Regions from separate parts of the Mus musculus genome. Here region 2 is linked to region 1. The links are chromatin contacts, called in public ChIA-PET maps. All regions are on one chromosome and are shown on one strand. The core of a region is the stretch at or near the end of the contact, and the rest is flanking DNA. Distances in the headings are between cores, read along the strand shown.

The links. ChIA-PET counts read pairs in DNA pulled down with a chosen protein or histone mark.
Region 2: an SMC1A ChIA-PET map of the G1E-ER4 cell line shows a contact between it and region 1, with 8 read pairs. The contact joins two enhancer-like sites.

The regions. Positions count from the first base shown.
Region 1 is chr10:21,417,285-21,421,226 of GRCm38.p6, reverse strand. No RefSeq gene overlaps it. Among named protein-coding and RNA genes, the nearest start is that of Aldh8a1, 42 kb to the right of the region's middle. Within about 2 kb of position 1,841, at least 34 of the 459 cell types and tissues checked have an H3K27ac peak or open chromatin away from gene starts, as enhancers often do. A contact at or near this core is called in the G1E-ER4 cell line, where this site is marked.
Region 2 is chr10:21,509,544-21,513,095 of GRCm38.p6, reverse strand. No RefSeq gene overlaps it. Among named protein-coding and RNA genes, the nearest start is that of Gm33892, 60 kb to the left of the region's middle. Within about 2 kb of position 1,580, at least 5 of the 459 cell types and tissues checked have an H3K27ac peak or open chromatin away from gene starts, as enhancers often do. A contact at or near this core is called in the G1E-ER4 cell line, where this site is marked.

The DNA.
Region 1 (3,942 bases), core at 592-3,091:
AAGTGGTGCTACATCTGGTAAGTAAAAAAAAATGTGTGCCACTCTTGTCTGCTATCTCGTGTTCTCCCTGAGCTAGCCTCAATGATGTGTACCACGAGAGCTCACTTAGTCAGACTGCACACAGCCAGGCTTACAGGTTCCATGCCATTTAACTCAGATCCTATTAATCAACCTGCCCCTGACCTGACCAAGTCTCCTTTGAGAGCGAGAGACTTCAACCCTTGGGGGAAGGCTTCTGGCATTTCTGAGTTTTGTTAAACTCAAGGTACTGTATAGACAGGTTTGCGCACGCGCTGTGCCACGCCCTCCTTTTCTCGAAACTCAGACACTTGGGACGAAAAACAGACCAATCAAGTAGCAATTTTAAAAAGTGCCAGTCAACAAACAAAATGTGACCCCCAAATGGTGTGGACAGGACTAGAGAACGTTGTGTGGAAGTACATATGGCAAAATGATGACGTTTGGATGGCGTTCAGTGCTGAGAGAAATCTCAGCAAACACACAACACTCGTGGTAAGGAAAAAAAAAATGTGCTCTTGCTTTTGGTAAGGAAGAAATGGCCCGTGCTTGAAGGGCCACCCGGAAGAGCGATTTAACCTGAGTAGGGCTTTTTCAGAGAATAGCTTGAGATAAGGGAGGAAAGGGAAGTTGAAACGCAGGCCGACCATTGAATAAAGGCAAAGATAAGGTTACTCGGTTTAAAGGCGTTGAAGATTCTGGGAAAGAAAACAAAGCACCATAAACCGTATCCTAGGCTAACTTAGCTGCCAGTTATAAGCAGAAGAAAGTGGCTGTAAGGTAGGAAAATATACCCCAAAGCAAAAGAGAGGTTTAAGACCACAGGTATGTAATTGAAATCAGAAAAGAAATCTGGCTCTTTGATACATTTTCGTGTTGATGAGTATACTAATAAGACATTTCTAAATATTAAGCCAAGGGAGCGCCTTCAATGAGGAATTGAAGAGGATGAAGAGAAAACGCCAGAAAAGGATTCAGACGCAAAGCCCAGGAAAAACAAAGCAGGGGGTTAAAGATGGCAGTGAACAAGGCTTCAGAAATGACTTGGTTAAATTTCATAATATCTTACAAATAATTCATAATAAATAAATAAACTAATGGATTATTTAACTTTCTGGCATAGCAAAGGGTGGGCAGCTCCCCCTCTCAGGACACTAAGAATATGTGTGGCGACCTTATAAAAAGCCTGCTTGCTTCAGGGCCTTATCCAGTGCGCAAGACTGGTCAGGGGTTTGCAAGCGCTCTGATGTACATCTCAGAGCTCACTCATTGTCCCCAACACATTTTTTATTCTAAGGTTAAATCACTACGCTCATTTTACACCAATGTTTTTCTGTAAGTGAGGGTGCAAACTCTAAATTGCTAAAACTGCCCCAGGAATCAAAGCTCCAAACCGGATGATAATCCCTCCCTCCGAGTGCTTGGTTCATGGAGCACACAAAGCCTGGAGAAGTGCAGTCTTGTTCTGTGCTGGACTTGAGTAAAGCAAGGATTTGTTTGTTTGTTTGTTTGTTTTTATTGGAAGCTCAAGTAAACAAGGTCTCCTTGGTCCTGTATTTGTTCGCTTTGATTGTACTGATACCAAATGGGGCCTATATTTTATCTTATTTCCTATAACTACAGTTCTCAGTGTTCTGATAAAATGCCTGACAGAAATGTCTCAAGGAACGACAAAGTTATTTTGACTCACAGTTTGAAGATGCAATCCACCCTGGCAGGGAACACACAGGTCAGGAGCGTGAAGCGGAAGTTCACAGTGTGCCTGCGGCGTGAAGCGGAAGTTCACAGTGTGCCTGCAGCGTGAAGCGGAAGTTCACAGTGTGCCTGCAGCAAAGGTCGAGAGCCGTGAATGCGGGTGCTGATTGTTTTGTGCTTTACTCAGCTCAGGATGGCAGCCTCTGATGTGGTTCAACCTCCACTCGGGGTGGGACTTCCGTCCTCCGTTAACCTCTCTGGAAACAGCCTGACTGATACAGTCAGTGGGCTCTTTCTGGGTATTTCTCAATCCAGCCAATACAATGACAGAGATTACAGATCACACCTGCGTTTAGAATCTCCTCTTCTTGTTCTTATTCCACACTGGTTCTGATACCTGATGTTCATCAGGAAGTATTTGGTAGGTAAATAATGAGTTTCCAATGTTCAATTATGTCAACGGGTATATTAAACCTGACCAGTGCACCATATCAGTTAGGGATGCTTCAGCCAGTGAGTAACAGAAGACTTCTCACACAAAAGTCTGAACATGGAAGCAGAAGGCCCTGGGCTCGCCTTGCTGCTCAATGACATCCCGGGAGACCATAGCTCACACCATCTTTTCATACCCATAATACTTAGCAGACGCTTTCATCCTGGTTCTTTGCTCTTGGTCACAGTGTGCCTGTTTCGCCTGCAATATCAGGGTATGCTCCAGGGGGGAGCAAGGGATGCCAGCAAGGCTTGTCTCTCCTCTATAAGGAAAGAAAGAACTTTTCCAGAAGCATCCCTAAGCATTCTCTGTGTTGTCTCATTGGCTAAAACTGGACCCCACAACCATTCCTAAACCAGTTGCCAACTTTTGAACATCATATAACTCACCCTAGTTGAAATTGGTAAATTAGTTTAGGATAATCATTTGTCAATCACAGAATCCAAGGGTATATTCTACACCCCTGAAACCAAAGAAGCCAAGCAAATGGGATTCCATTGGCTTGGAAACAAGGATAGATGTAGGCTAATAACAGAAAATGCCTTTTATTATGTATTTTTGGGTGAGCAAGTATTTGTATATCTCTAGTCAAGGTCACTAAGCCATATGTAGACTTTACTAGTAGACCCTAAACATGACCTGTTTTCCTGTCCAACAGCATTGCTTAATTTCCACCATGAACCTAGAAAGGGAATTTAGAGCTGGAGATATAGCTCAGTGAAATAACATTAATAACATTAAAATTTCAGCATCACACACACACACACACACACACACACTTACATACATACACTCAAACACATACTCACACACATATACATACACACACTCAGACACACATACACACACTCATACACATATATACATTCACATGCACACATACACACTTGCACACACATTAATATGCACATGTACACTCACTTTTACACTCACACATGCACACAAAGTCCGGAGGGGTGGAGATGGCATAGATGCCTGGCTGATTTGATTAATTCACTGGTATCTGGCAGTTTCGTGTCTTCCCCTTATGTTCTGTGCTTGGCTTTCCACAGAAATGTGAATGTTTAGGGCTTTGCTCATGCCTTATCCACACCCACATCAAAAAACCTAGCACAGCAATTGGTATGAACTCAATAAATATGTTTTTAAATAAGTTCAAGCTATGGATGGATTAAACAGAATGTTACAAATGTAATTACTCTGGCTCAGAGAGAAAAACTTCCTGGAGACTTTTATGGTTATGACTGACACTGAGAAGTTTGGTTGTTTATTATCTGAAGAACTATAGAGTGTCGATACATATTTTTTAAGTATTCAACATCCTCAGCTATCAAGGAAGTACAAATGAAAACTCTCGTGATTCCATTTTACCCTAGTCAGACTGGCTATTATCATCAAGAATTACAAACGCTGGTGAGGGTCTGGGGGAAGGGGAATCCGTATTCACTGTTGCTAGGAGGGTAACCGGATGCAGTCGCTGTGGAAATCAGTGTGGACGCTTCTCTAAAGACAAAAGTTAGAACCACCATATGACCGAGCTCTATCACTCTGAGACATATAGGACTATATACCTGTCTTAATCAAGACTGCATTGCTGCAACAAAATGACCATGAGCAAAAAGCAGGTTGGGGAGGGAAGGGTTAATTCAGTTTATAAGTCCACATTGCTGTTTATCACTGAAGGAATTCAGGTCAAGAACTCAAGCAGGGTGGGAACTTGGAGGCAGGAGCTGATG
Region 2 (3,552 bases), core at 331-2,830, 92 kb before region 1:
GACCCATGTCTGCCTGGCATGCGTCATCCACCTGCTGTGTTTAGCTTTCTTTGGTACTTAAAGGTGTTCTGGGATGATATACAGTTGGCAACGGTCTACAAAATAAGCTGACTTAGACCATAAGAAGAAAAGGCCAGTGTCTCAAGACGGGGACAGAGAAGTTTCCAGGAACCATCTTCTCTAATATGCGAATCTGATACAGACCAGATAGTCAAGGAATGTGAAGGAGAGTCTTTCCCATCTCAGTCCCCAGCGGGCTCGGCCATGGGGGAACATGAACTACTCAGCCCATAAACTTGTTAATCGCTTCTATGCAATAAAGCTTATCTCAGGGAGCACATTACTCATGGAAAAGTTCTAACGTGTTAACTTCGTGCGGATTTTATTCTCCATGTTATCTGAGCATCAGTATTTCGGCTGTGTGCTCAGATGCCAGGACAAAATGTGCAAGGCGAAGCGTTCTGATAACGGCAAGGAGACGTGGGCAGCACCTGACTGGGGCGGAATTTGGTTCAACTGCTAATATGATCCCAAATATATGCACAGAGTCGCTTTTTGCCCCCTGCAAGTCTACCAGAATGAAGAATGTATGTTTATTCAATACTCTCTGTGCCTCAGTTTCTCTACCCACCACCATCACTCAGGGGCTTCTCAGAAAATGATGCTGCAGAAAATACTCTTCACTGGTTTTGCATTTTTGTAGCATTCCACTCCCCAGAGTGTGATTGGCTTTTATATATTTATATAATAGCCAAAGGCCAAAATCACAGGCTAGTTTTGTTACATGTTTTCTCTGTCTCTTTATTTGAAACACTGTAAATATGAAACGTTTTCTCTCCCTCCAAAGTAAAACAGTTAAGAATGAAAATGAAAATTTAAATATTATCCAAATACATTTTGTTTGAAGACTGATACTTTGTTTTGATGGATCTTAGCAAGAGTCTAATTCATCCAATGTTTAAGGGAAAGTTTGCTCTGGCTGGTACCCAGTTCTGTAGTCATCCCCATCCCTTCCTCCTCTTCCTCGTTGTTATCACTGACCCTTTGTGATGCTGAGCACTTGATGGGTAGCTATGCTTCATCCTCAAAGCAGTAGTGCTCATAAACACACTTATTTTAAGGTGCGTGTGCGTCTGTGAGTGTGCACTCGTGTCCGTGTTTATAGTGTGTGCAGGAGCACGGGTACAGGGGTTACACACATGCCAGGGGCAGGGATTGAGTTCTGGTTCTTGAGCTTGCACGGTAAGCACCTTATCATGGGAGTCAGCCGTCTCCCCGGCCCCATAAACTGGTGCTTATTTAGATGCACAGCTACTTAGTCTGTGTACCTAGCTACAGGGACATGACTAGACTTTGAGTGGTGTCCAAGGGTGCAGGCTGCTGCCTCTAGTTTGTCAGCAGAGGGGAAGCTGTCCTCCGCTGGGTTCTGTAGCAGGCTAGTCTGCCCACTGGGCTTCACCGTGTGTTTCCATGAGATCAACAGCCTAGTAACAACCCCCTGGCTCTCAGCCTCCATCCCCGACATGCTTCAGCAACTGTGGGGGCAGTGTGCAGAATTCTAGAAGAAAGTGTCCTCAGATAAGCTTATCTTGAGTCCTTCAGTGGCCTCTCTGTGTGGCTCAGATTTGCGGACTGATCTTAGAGGAGCATTCATTTCTCCACTGGCCGATTTTTTTTCACCTTGCTCACTTTTTAGAAGAAAATTTAATTTTGCAGATAAGATGCTGTAATTCAGTCGAATCTAAGAGGTAACTGCATATGGCCAGAAGGTGCCAAAAGCAGTTTCTCCTGGCTCCTATCCTGCTGACCCTTTAATGAATGTTATACTGCCTGCTATCAGGAGCAGCTCAGTAACAAATTCCATAATTGGAGTTAAATTGCTTTAGCTTTGCTACAATTACTTGTTTTGTTGGGGAAGGAGTAGTCAAGTTGGGAGGTTTATTGGCTTCTCACAACCTTTTAAACCTTCAGGTACTGTTGATGAACTTTTGCTAGGTATAAGGTAGAAGTTAAAGAAAAATGTACTTTTTTCAAAAGCCAGATACTGGCACTCAAATTACCACCAATTTGTGTGTGTGTGTGTGTTTGTGTATGTTTGTGTATGTGTCTATGCATGTGTGTATGTGCATGTATGTGTGTTTGTGTGTATGCATGTGTGTATGTGTATGTATGGATGTATGTGTGTGTATGTGTGCATACATGTGTGTATGTGTGAGTGTATATGTGTGTATGTGTGAGTGTATGTGTGTATGCATGTGTGTGTGCATTTGTGTGTATGTATGTGTGTGTGGTGTTTGCAAGGCCTCAGTTAAAACAGAGTGCAGGAATAAGTAGGAGGAAGAGAAGGGGGAGAGGAAGGAGGGAAGAAAAGGAAACTTTTATATTCCAGAGATACTGATCAACTTTAAAACATCATCTTCTTAGTATCTGTGTGGACCATGGTGCGTGAGTGGGTTCTCTCACACTCCCCGAAGCCTCCGTTTGCCCACTCTGAAAAGCAGCGTCTGTAACTGGCACTTGGCATTATGTTTGAGAGGGTTTCATGACAATCTGATAAATGAAGGGGTCCAGCTAAGTACTTCATCTGCTGCCACGCAGCTGCTGTGTGCGGGTGCCCTGTGACGGCTAGAAAGCACGTCCGGAGGGTGATGGGGCTTCTGTCTGCTCCGAGCTCCCAGGCATCTTGCTCTGAAGTATTTTTGTGATTCTCTCCTGTGGAAGTTTGAAGACAATGAACTGAGAGCCTTAATCCCCTTAGAGATGCTAAAAATGGCGAGGCAGGGCAGCTTCCAAATGGTGACAAGGAAGAGACAGGCAGTGCCGGTTGGAGGAAACAGTCTCAGCACCATCCATCCGGATTGAAGCAGTTCTGATGATAAATCCCACCGCTTCCATTTCTAACTTGGAAAGGAAAAGGGAAAGATTTACTTGGTTTTGGAGCTGCAGGAAAACCAGGAGGTAAAGGATTAGGACCTGGAGAAGGTCGGAGCATGAGCCGTGCACATGAAGACACCACGCTTTTCACTCCCAAATTAGCTCTGCAAAACAACTAGTTGATTGGTCTGCCTACTGTATAGCAACCCCACTCTACGCAAAAGCCCATTCTCCCATTTCCTGAACTGATAGAGCCATTCAGCGCTAAGACTGGAATTTCTAGATCCTTCTATCCTGTCTCCTGCTGACATCATTCTGCTCTGGTCTTTTGCGACTTTAAAACGAAGGTTTAAATCTAACCTCAAAAAATGTAGTGGGAGAAGTGAACAGAGATAAGGGGTTGTAATAAAGCGCACAGCAGTGTGGGCATGAGGAAGCAGTTGTCTAGCAAGTGGCCTGGGCCATGGCTGTCATTCTTATATGCTTCTCTGTGGCCCTGTCATTCTGTAGACCTCTTCTCTTCAGCCAGTACTCGAAAACCTCACCGGAGCTTCCATTTCTGAGGAAGCAGAGAGTGTTGATTGTCCCACCTACATGGAACTGCCAGACCTTTCCTCTGAGTTTACATGGAAATGGTGGTCTCAGGGGACTTTGCAGAGACCCCAAAGGTTAGGACAA